3 separate regions of the Zea mays genome follow, and all the other regions are linked to region 2. A link is a contact called in public Hi-C data. All regions are on one chromosome and are shown on one strand. Each heading gives the region's core, a stretch centred on a gene start, on an enhancer-like site or on the middle of the called end of the contact. The rest is flanking DNA. Distances are from core to core; before and after follow the strand shown.

Region 1 (3,698 bases), core at 875-3,374, 410 kb after region 2:
CACACAAACCATACCTCTTCTTTCATATGTTTTCCATCCACACACAAACGCACACGCACGCAGGAATTATATATCTATATCCTCTCACGTACTGACACGACGACACGGGTGAATATATAGTTTTGTAGGCTAAATTACCGGCCATGGAGATCCATCAGGCGGAGGCGGCGGAGTTCATCCTGCTCGTGCTCTTGAGGAAAGACGTGCTCTTGGTGATCTCGCGGAGGGGCTTGTTGGTGAAGCGGATGAGGTTGTAGGCCCACGCCCCGGCCACGGCCCCCACCACCGGCCCCACCACGTACACCCAGATGGACGTGTACTCCCCGCTCACCAGCGCCGGGCCCACGCTCCGGGCCGGGTTCATCGACGCGCCGGAGACGGGCCTGCTTGTTGGCACAGCACAAAGCAACGGGCCGTCAGCTAGCAAAAGCTCGTGTTTGTTTCTTTGTTTTCGTTCTTTTTTCCACCTCTGAAGAAAGTTGCAGGTCTAAGCACCCAAAAAAAAGAGAGAGAGATGTACTAGCACAATAAAAAAAGTTAATTTTAGGACTGTTGTCATTACTAATAACAAGTAAGTATATATATGGTGTTCACATTATCTCTGCAGTTTTCTGCAAACACACTTTAAAAGCTGGAAGGACAGTGGAGTGGAGTGGTATTACGTTCATATTAATGTCATTGCACCGGTGTCTCACCAACCACACTTTAAAAGCTCATTTTTCCCTGCCCTACTCTACTCATGTGACGGTCTTTATGGCTCCATAAAACCCTGCTCGGCAGACAGATCGAGACACATCGTCCACAACGCAAAGCCCCACTATAAAAAATATCTATATTCTAATTCTCTCTTTTGGTTTTTGACTTGACTTGTTGGGTAAATACTCTAGCTAGGCAGTTTGTCGTCACTTTTGTGCACGCATTGTGAATGAAAAGTAAAACAAAAATAATCTTGAAAGTTATTCTTGTGACGACGACAACCCTGCTGGCTGCTCCTTATAATTTGTAGTAGTACTTATTATAATTTGTACTACTTAAATTTTGTACAAAATATGTATATTCCAGGCAATGAGCACGTCACGAAGAGTAAGTATATATATCGTAAGTACTCACCCGGCAATGAGCACGTTAAGCAGGATGGTTGCGCCCACGGCCAGCCCAGCCAGCTCCCCGATCTGCAAATATATATGCACAGTACGTACGGGTTGAACGACCGGAAAAGAAAGAAACAAACAAACAAACAAACAAAATGGCAACAACGACTTACTGCTCTGTTGTCCGTGGCGACGCCGGAGATGACGAACATGAGGTAGAATGTGGTGATGATCTCGATGACGAGCGACTGCACCTCGGAGCCCGTGGGCAGCGTGCCGGGGAAGTGCTCGTGCCGGCCGCCGAACATGAGGCGCAGCGTCCCGGAGGCGAGCGTGGCGCCCAGCATCTGCGCCAGCACGTACGCCGGCAGCTGCCGCCACGGGAACCGCCCGCTGGTGGCGAAGGCCAGGGTCACCGCCGGGTTGAAGTGCGCGCCGGAGATGTGGCCCACGGCGTACACCATCACCATCACCGCTAGCCCCCACACGATCGCCACGCCCGGGAACGTGATCTGCCCGTTCTTGCTCGCGTTGATCGTCACCGCGCCGCACCCCGCGAACATCAGGAAGTAGGTGCCGAAGATCTCCGCGATGATCTGCAAATGCAGTGAGCAGCACAAAACTCCATAATTTGACCGAGACATGATGAATAACGTTGATGTTGAGAGAGAGAGAGAGAGAGAGAGAGAGTATTAAGCGGACGGGGGAAGAGCCGAAGAACACGGCAGACGAGAGAGAGATCTCGGCCAGTGCCTTTTGATCTCTCACAGCACCACCGTACCTTCTGGATAAATGGGACGGAGACGACCATGGCGGCGCAGCCCTGGTCAGCGAACTCCTCCTTCCTGCCCTCCTCCAAGGCCCTCTGGTCGACGTGGCCTCCGTTCGTCTGGGAGTGGTCTCCGCCTCCGGCCATCGTCTCAGCGAGGCAGCAGCTGTCTCTTCTGCGTCTCTCCCTGTACCCTGGGAGGCTGGCTGCTCAGATGGGAAGCGCGGTAATCAGCACGGGGCCAGTGATCTATCTGATGATCTGATTGGAGTGCAGAGGTAGAGAGCAGGCGGCGATGGGGGGTTGGCCGATGACCCGGCCGCCTATTTATTGCCGCCAAGCCCCGGCCCAGCCCACTCCTCGTCGCTATCGCTTTCCTTGCCGTTTCGATTGACCGGCCTTCTCCTTTAATTTTTACTACCACTATTCTACTAGTGCTAATTTAGGAGCATTATTATTGTACCCAGAGATTACCGCTGAGAGTCCATTTATATTGCTAGGGGTTGGACGACTTATTAAAATATGGATCAACGACCGTGGTACAAGGGTTTCAAATGACGAACTTATCACAGGTAGTATAAGCTTGGCAGCTGCACGATTTAATTAATTTATTTATTTATTTTGCTCGTGAGTATATATGCACTTGAGTTCAAAATAATAATAAAACTACCACAGATATATACGAGCTCAAGTGTAGGAGTACACGTACGTAGTAATGTTTTTTCTTTTGGGAGACACACAATGTCACATGGCGTACGAGAAGATTAGATGCCTCCCATAATAATTACGCACCACTTTAATTTCGGCCATTGAATTGCCAATCGGTCGGACAGTTGAGACAGCTGGAAAAAATGGTGAGACGATGGTTCAATAATTTTTTTTTAAAAAAAAAATCGTTGTTGTATGCAGCAAGTACTGCCCCGGTGGTTCAACAAATAATCGTTGTTGTCGCCGTGTCGCGGGCTTAAGATTGCAGGGTTTTTTTATAAAAAGATAAAAACATCGACAGGCAATTCAATTTGTTGCGTCAGTTCTGCGAGTGGGGTCGATGAGCATGCATGCATGCATGCCGCAGCAACACATTATGGCGCGCCAACGAACAGTGCTGGCCGTCTTTAATAAGTTTGCATGCTCGCTACAACTACAATACGTCAGACGTTGTGGATGGAACTTGGAAGACAGTAATGGAGTACCACTCGATCGCCACCAGAACACACCACACAAATGACCATCTAGTCACCTCTTATTTTGCTTCATTCAGTCTACTGGTCGATACTGACCCTTCTCAAGCGTCGCCAAATTTAAGGGGTACGGTCGCAGGATGACCAAGAGCCAAGAAAACCTTGGTGATGGCCCTTGCTTGGTATGCCTTCTTGGTGACTCTTACCAAGTGTCACCTATTACAATTCTATAACACGATGATTATTATTCCGGATTCATTAAGTAATCCCCCCCCTTAATTTTGTTGCTGTCACACTAGCTACTTTTCAAATTCTTGGGTAAAGGTTGCAATGGGCACCATTCCTTTCTCATTTCTAACACACACTCATTTCTAACACACACGTGAGTGCAAGCGAACTTTACTCACTGTTTTGTTAATTCTTTGAATTCTTAGTGGGTATCAATACTGTCGGCGTTTCGACCCCGGGGGGTCCCCGGACTGACGAGTAAATTGTCGCTGCGTGCCCCAGCCCAGATGGGTCGGCGCGAGACGGAGCGCGATGGGGGGAAAACCGGAGGGAGACAGGCGTAAAAGGGGAAACCCGCGGCCTTCGTGTTTGTCCCGCGCCCAGGTCGGGTGCGCTTGCAGTAGGGGGTTACAAGCGTCCACGCGGGAG
Region 2 (3,403 bases), core at 800-3,299:
GCAAAACAAGAATTTTAGTTTCTTTTTGTTATCTCTCATTGGTTAGCATTTATGTAATTATTCCACATATTGTTAATATACTTTGTCTTCAGGGCACACTAGCAAATGGTACTATAGTTGCAGTTAAAAAGCTATCTTCAAAGTCGAGCCAAGGAAATCGCGAGTTTTTAAATGAGATAGGAATAATATCTGCTCTAAGGCATCCGAATCTTGTGAGGCTATTTGGTTGCTGTATTGATGGGGATCAGCTTCTTCTTATATATGAATTCTTGGAAAATAATAGTCTTGGCCGTGCGCTTTTTGGTAAGCCTTTGTAAATTTCTCAAGTTGTACTTCTTGCTCTGGAATTAATTTGCCTTAATTAATACAGCACTCAAAGCTAGTAAATATGTTCTGTTCTAATAATAAGATATTTCCTAGGCCGCACAGAACATCAGTTAAAATTGGATTGGCCAACAAGGTACAATATCTGCCTTGGAACTGCAAAAGGCCTGGTCTATCTGCATGAAGAGTCTGCACTAAAAATCGTCCACAGAGATATTAAGCCATCAAATATTCTTCTTGATGGAAAGATGCGACCTAAAATATCAGATTTTGGCTTGGCTAAACTGAATGATGACTGTGGACGTGTGAGCACTCGGATCGCTGGAACTGTGTAAGCTATTTCTCGGGTTGCTGCTGATTCTTCATTTCTCTATTACAGTCAAGTTGCTTAACCTTCTAAAAGAGTTGCTAGTACAACTGTACAACAATTTATTCTGCGTAAAGAAAGTTCATGTACTTAGCATGTGAAGTTAATGCTTCCTGTGTTTGATCCTATTTTGTGATGGTTGTTATTTTAGTGGTTATATGGCCCCTGAATATGCCACAAGAGGTTGCTTAACACGTAAAGCGGACATCTATAGTTATGGAGTGGTGGCTCTTGAGGTTGTTAGTGGAATGAGCAATACGAATAGCATGTCAAATGAAGAATATCTGCATCTTCTTGATTGGGTATTACATTTTGATATCCTTTCTTTCCTTCCTTTTTTGTCATGCATTGTACTATATTGAAAATTAACACAATAAAGTTTAATTCATCTTAATTGTCAAAGTTATCTATAGTTGTCTTCCATAAAGCTACTGTTGAAGATGCGTTGCTTTTGTTGATAGTTGCACTGATTGTGTAGTGTTCAAGTGATCGCCTTACTAAATTTGTTTGTAAACCATAGGCTGAAAGATTGAAGCAGCAAGGGAAGCTGCTGGAAATGGTGGACCGGCGTCTCGGTTCTGACTACTCCCAAGAACAGGCACTGAGGCTGCTGGATGTAGCTCTCCTCTGTACAAGCATACAACCAACCCAGCGGCCAAGAATGTCTTCAGTGGTGAAGATGCTTTGTGGTGAGATCCCCGTCGAGATTGTACCTGCTGACGATGATCTAAGTGAAGATCTACGACTCAACATCGCTCAATCCCGGCAATCAATAGATAACAGCCAAACAAATTGGTCCCAGTACTCAGTAAATAACAGCCAAACAAATTGGTCTGAAACGCTTTCAAGCGATCGTTCGGTCTTGCCCCACAGCAGCAAGGACAGTGGCTACCTCCCATCTTCGAGCTCCCTTTCTGTCAAGCTGTGAACTTCAGCATCGAGAATAGCTAGCCAGGTGTCGGCTTTTTTTTGGGGCCCGTTGCTGCAGTTGTACATAGGCAAATGTTGGGTTTCATGCTTGCAATGCAAGTATTTGATGTCTCATCTCGATTGTCAAGTGTCATTCAAGAATATCGTCCACGACACATGGCAATTGATCACAGTACTGTCTCAACGTCAGCCATATTTCGGCTAGCTCCTTAGTTTGTTGCTTTGGATGTAGAAAGTTATAATGACTTATAATTTGGAACAGATGGAGATGTAGTATATCATTAGGACAGTGCACTTGAGAAATGTAGGCCAGAAATATTGTTTCATATATGCAGATCTTGGAGACAGTGCAATACTTTATTTCGGTCTTCTTTCTATTGTTTACAAGCGCAGTTGTGTGCATGCAGTACTGCTCATGTTCCACCTTTTTGTATACTGTCCCTACATCGTACAGGTTTGGAATTACTCAAGTTCTGACATATTGCCACGAAGAGTGTGGCTAGTTTGGAAGCAAATCCCCTTTCTATTCAAAATTAAATAGAAAAAAGCAGATTTTAACTCTTAAAGCTTGTTCGATTACGCTAATCCAGAAGAGGGTTAAATTCCTGACTAGGAGAGGATTTAATCCCCTTATGGATAAACAAACAAGCTCTTAGGGGGCTTGTTCGGTTGCGTTTGAATCGAAAAGTATTAAGCTATGTTTTCTGGTCGCTCGACCGTCTAGTCGAACTAGGGGAACGACCAGGCGACTAATCTCGATTAGTCGTCGACTAGGTCGACTAATCGACCTATGGTCGACCTGGTCGTTTACTAGTCGTCCTGTTCATCCAGGACCTATGTATATACTATTATACTATAATATATAATTATATAACTATATATGAAGGATAGAGTAAACATGACATGAATTCAGCAATACTGAATACTGATTTAAGAAATTGAGAGAAGATATTTGTTCATCCAATCCAAGTATCCAACTGAAACAACAAAGAAACACTTACTAGTTACTAATACTACCAGTCCCAGGTACAAGTCTACAGGAATAGGATGGAGTACAAGAACAAAAACTCCAGAAGTCCAGAATGACAGAACACATACAAGGATGAAGAACAGAACTATAGAAAAGAATACCTTCAGAAAATGAACTCATGCCAGCGAAGTCTAGAACCGTGCGTTGATGATCTAGGGCTGCGCGTGTCTGTGAACTGGGGCCAGTGAAGTCTAGATTCTGGAACCGCACGCTGATGATCACCGGTGAAGTCTAGAACAAGAAGTCTAGAAGGAGCCGCTAGGAAAATAGAGAAGAGAAGAAAAGGAAAGAGATTGAGATGCCAGGAAATTAGGAGATGTAAGGGTTTATAGAGACGGCGCTGGCGTTCCATCTCCTTGCAGTCAGGCCGCCCGCCAAAAAAGCCCACGGAATCAAAATTTCAGGATCCTAAACCCTAGTCGCGCAAACTCGGCTGATCGAGCGACTAATCGCCCTAGTCGTTGACTAGTCGGACGACCAAGGCGATTAGGTGCTCTGATCGGGTCGGATATGCTAATCGAGCACCCTAAACCGACCAGCCCGACTAATCGCGGGCGACTAATCGCGATTAGTCGGACGACTTGAAAACAATGGTATTAAGGGAATTAAATCCCCTTTTATTTTATTTTGACTAAGGAAGGATTTAATTACCTTCAATCACTTCGATCTAAGAGGATTGTAGGGGATTAAATTCCTCCCTAGTCAAAATTGAAAAGGAGATTTAATCCCTATCAATCATCTTTGATCCAGGC
Region 3 (3,216 bases), core at 696-3,195, 310 kb after region 2:
GGTTTATCGGACCCCATACACCTCTACCAAGGAAGCGAGGCAGGGTTCCACTACGAGGCCTTTAGAAAGTTCCACTAACTTCAGAAAACCCACTACAGTTTCTAGGAAGCTCCAGTGCAAGGATCCCTCGCGTGACCGCCATCGCAGCAAAATTAACCCAAGGACCTCCACTAGCTCCTCCCCACACTGACCACTCCCCTACTGCCCTTGCCCCTATCGGGTAAGGTAGTCCTCCACTAGCTTTCCTAGTTAGTCAGCCAAGGGAGTCCCATACCACCCTTGTGGTAGCACTGTTTTCCCGGGTGGTTTTCCATGTTCCAATTAACATAATAATCTTGTAATGAACGGTAATAATAAACTGATAATAAAAGTGTGAACATGAATAGTATATATCTCCATACCCAAAACCACATAAAGCAATAGCATGTACTACCCAAAAACTCAGTGGTAAAACAAGGCATAAAGTTAGTCAATCTAGGGTAACCTATTGGGTCCCATCAAAATTAACCTATGCAGAAAATTATGATTAATAAGAACATGACTGGGTGCAAAGGAAGTGATCAAGGGCACAACTTGCCTTCAACGAGCTCCTGCTCAGCAGTCTCCACCTCCTGAACCCTAGGATCCTCTGTGGCTTGCTCGTCTACTCGCAACAATACAAACATACATAGTATAGCACAAATTACCATCATGCCGAACAACAAAAGCAGAATGCATGATAATATTCTACGCTGCGTAACGAGATCGTAGGAACAAGAATCACTTTCTCTAGGATAGCATAACTCATGTGAATAATTTTAGTTCAAGTTTCATGGCTAAACAAAGTTACTAGGTGATAAACAATATTAAAACAAAATTAATGCCACTAGAATGGGTCAATTTGGAGTTAAAATGAATTTAATATGAATTATACAAGTTTCTAGAATTATTTTTGTATTAAAAATCAATTTCCCTAATTATTTCTCTACTTTTATTACCCTCTGGACTGCGCGTCAAATACCAAAAAGTGCAAGGGTCGATCTACAAAAAATTTGTAGACTCAGTTTCCTACCAGAGAGGACTCCGGGTTGATTCTTGTATATTTCAGTGACTCATAAGAAATAGTGCACCAGCGAAGAGGTACGGGTGTTTCTCGGCCGTCCAATCAACGTAGATGGACCAGATTAAATCACGCTCATCACATAACGTATCTCCCTCCGCAATCGCCCGATCGAGCATCAACGACAGGGGGCGATCAGATTCCAGCCATCCGATTCCGAACCGGTGCACCGGATTTAATATCGTGAAAGGGTAACCTAAGATCAAATCACAACCGTTCATCTAGATCTTACCCGCTATCGCGCATCTTCTTCCCCTCGGCTAAACCCCAGCGACCACGCCGAGTTCCACGGCGGCCCGCCATGGCCGGAATGCCCGCATCGCTCAACGGTACACAATCACTACATATCTTGGGTGCAAAATGAAATTGAGAAGGTGGCGAACTTAGGGAGCCAGTTCTCATAGTAATTCCGGTAGTGTCCTGGTCCGCCCACGACGACCCGCGGATTTGCGACGGCGGCAGCGAATTGAGCGCGCCCTGGTCACGGACCAAACCTGATATAGCCACCCAAACGATCCGAGGACCCGGGCGGAACCTTCTGGTCGCACGCAGTGCTCCAATTCGGCGCTGAGCGCGATGGACAGCATGGGGACGATGACCCGCCTGATCCGTCACCACGGATTCCGGCAGTATCTCTCTCTCTCTCAACCCCTCTACTTGGTGGTCGTGCGCCAGGTTAAGGGATGGAAGGGACGCGGCGCAGCCCAATTTATGTGCAGGGGATTTGGTCAGCACAGAAGCCCGGAGTTCATGTGACGACCCGCCATCGTCGGTGAGTTCGTTGAGGGAGGTGCTGCTGACCTAGGACCACGTGCCAGAGAGACAGACGCAAGGCGCGCGCGAGGTGATCGGCTGGCCAGTGGGCCCCATGTGTCGGCACTGTTGTTTGCTTCGTAAGGCACATATGGGCCGCGCACGCGTGCGAGAGGAAAAGGAAGTGGGCTGAATAGGCCGAACACAGCCCAAGTGCAGGTTTTCCTCATTTCTATTTCCTTTTCTTCTCCTTTTTATTTTTAAATTTCAAATTTGAATTCAAATTCTAGTAGTGAATTTTGTACTCAGCTTTAGATGTATGATTCGAACATGCCAGTGTGGGACTTATTTATTTATGAAATTATTTTGTATTTTATAATATCTCTTTCTCCTTTTTCCATTTTTAAATTCCAAGTTCAAATTTATGTTTTATTCCAAATCTTCAACTCATTATTATATTTCCATTATTATTATTTTATTATTAAGTGCACAAACAAGCAAAGATCCAATATGGTGCTTAGAATATATTTTTATTAGTTATATGTTGACTTAAATAAGATGTTTTCATGTTGTAATGAGTGGAATGCAAAAGAATTAAGGAAGCAACTCTCCTTTCTTAGGTTTTTACAATTTGGGTATTATAGTGGCCAAGTTGGTTGTATTAGCTAGGTTAAAGACAAAGGTTGTTTCTAGTCTCTGGCGCATCTGCAACGCCCTGAATTTGGGGGTAGATTTTTTTCTTCTTTTTACTCACCAAATTCAGGCGTTACTCTCTTTTCTTTTCCCGTTTCGCTCCTCCTTCCCAATTTCAAAGCAATATAGCGACTGGTGTCCGTGTCATGTGTAAACAAAAACCTAAGTTGACATGGGTGTTGCATCATGCCGAATCATATTTCTTTTGTCTGATGTCGTGTTTAGTCGCGTGTGTTGCTTAGTCTCGTTTCGGATTTTGTTTCACGAATTGGATTCCGATCCGTGGTTGTGCGTGCCACGGGATTTTGACCCGTGGTGCGGCCCAGCCCGGCCTGGCCTTGGCCCACGCGCCCCTGGCGCCCTGCCCCTCTCCCATGCGTGCGCCCCCTCCCTTTCTCTCATTTGGTTTTCCCGTGCAGCAACCTCCTCTCCTCCACCTCTCTCTCTCTCCCCGTGGTGCCCTAGGTTTTGGAGACGGAGATCGCCGGATTTGGTTCCCGAGGTGAGCTCCCCTCCCCTCTCCCTCTCTCTTCTCCTCCCCCTCCCCTTCTTCTTCCCCCCTGTGGCCACCTGCGCGCGTCTCGCGCAGCTCCCCTGCGGCCCCCGCGCGGGCCCATGGCAGCGCTCCCCCGCGGCCCCAGCGCGCTCCCCGCGGCCTCCCGGCGTGCTCC

Evidence for each region. A called contact is a pair of places that touch in the nucleus more often than the background predicts.
Region 1: a Hi-C map of tassel shows a contact between it and region 2, with 3 times the contacts expected there. The contact joins the promoter of LOC542741 here to the enhancer-like site in region 2. A contact is called at or near these places in 2 of 25 Hi-C or Micro-C datasets (leaf and tassel).
Region 3: a contact with region 2 is called in a Hi-C map of tassel, with 2.8 times the contacts expected there. The contact joins two enhancer-like sites. A contact is called at or near these places in 2 of 25 Hi-C or Micro-C datasets (ear and tassel).

The regions. Positions count from the first base shown.
Region 1 is chr5:151,134,772-151,138,469 of Zm-B73-REFERENCE-NAM-5.0, reverse strand. It overlaps LOC542741 (NOD26-like membrane intrinsic protein 1), which reads right to left and starts at 2,124. Exons shown (of 4, transcript NM_001112251.1): 1 at 1,873-2,124; 2 at 1,265-1,687; 3 at 1,111-1,172; 4 at 1-383. The coding sequence starts at 2,007. The coding sequence ends at 155.
Region 2 is chr5:151,540,192-151,543,594 of Zm-B73-REFERENCE-NAM-5.0, reverse strand. It overlaps LOC103627039 (probable LRR receptor-like serine/threonine-protein kinase At1g53440), which reads left to right. Exons shown (of 23, transcript XM_020538496.1): 20 at 93-303; 21 at 421-655; 22 at 843-993; 23 at 1,212-1,998. The coding sequence ends at 1,619. Among protein-coding and RNA genes, the nearest start is that of LOC103627039, 16 kb to the left of the region's middle. Within about 2 kb of position 2,049, at least 2 of the 20 cell types and tissues checked have an H3K27ac peak or open chromatin away from gene starts, as enhancers often do. A contact at or near this core is called in tassel, where this site is marked.
Region 3 is chr5:151,227,245-151,230,460 of Zm-B73-REFERENCE-NAM-5.0, reverse strand. No RefSeq gene overlaps it. Among protein-coding and RNA genes, the nearest start is that of LOC103627035, 15 kb to the right of the region's middle. Within about 2 kb of position 1,945, at least 18 of the 20 cell types and tissues checked have an H3K27ac peak or open chromatin away from gene starts, as enhancers often do. A contact at or near this core is called in tassel, where this site is marked.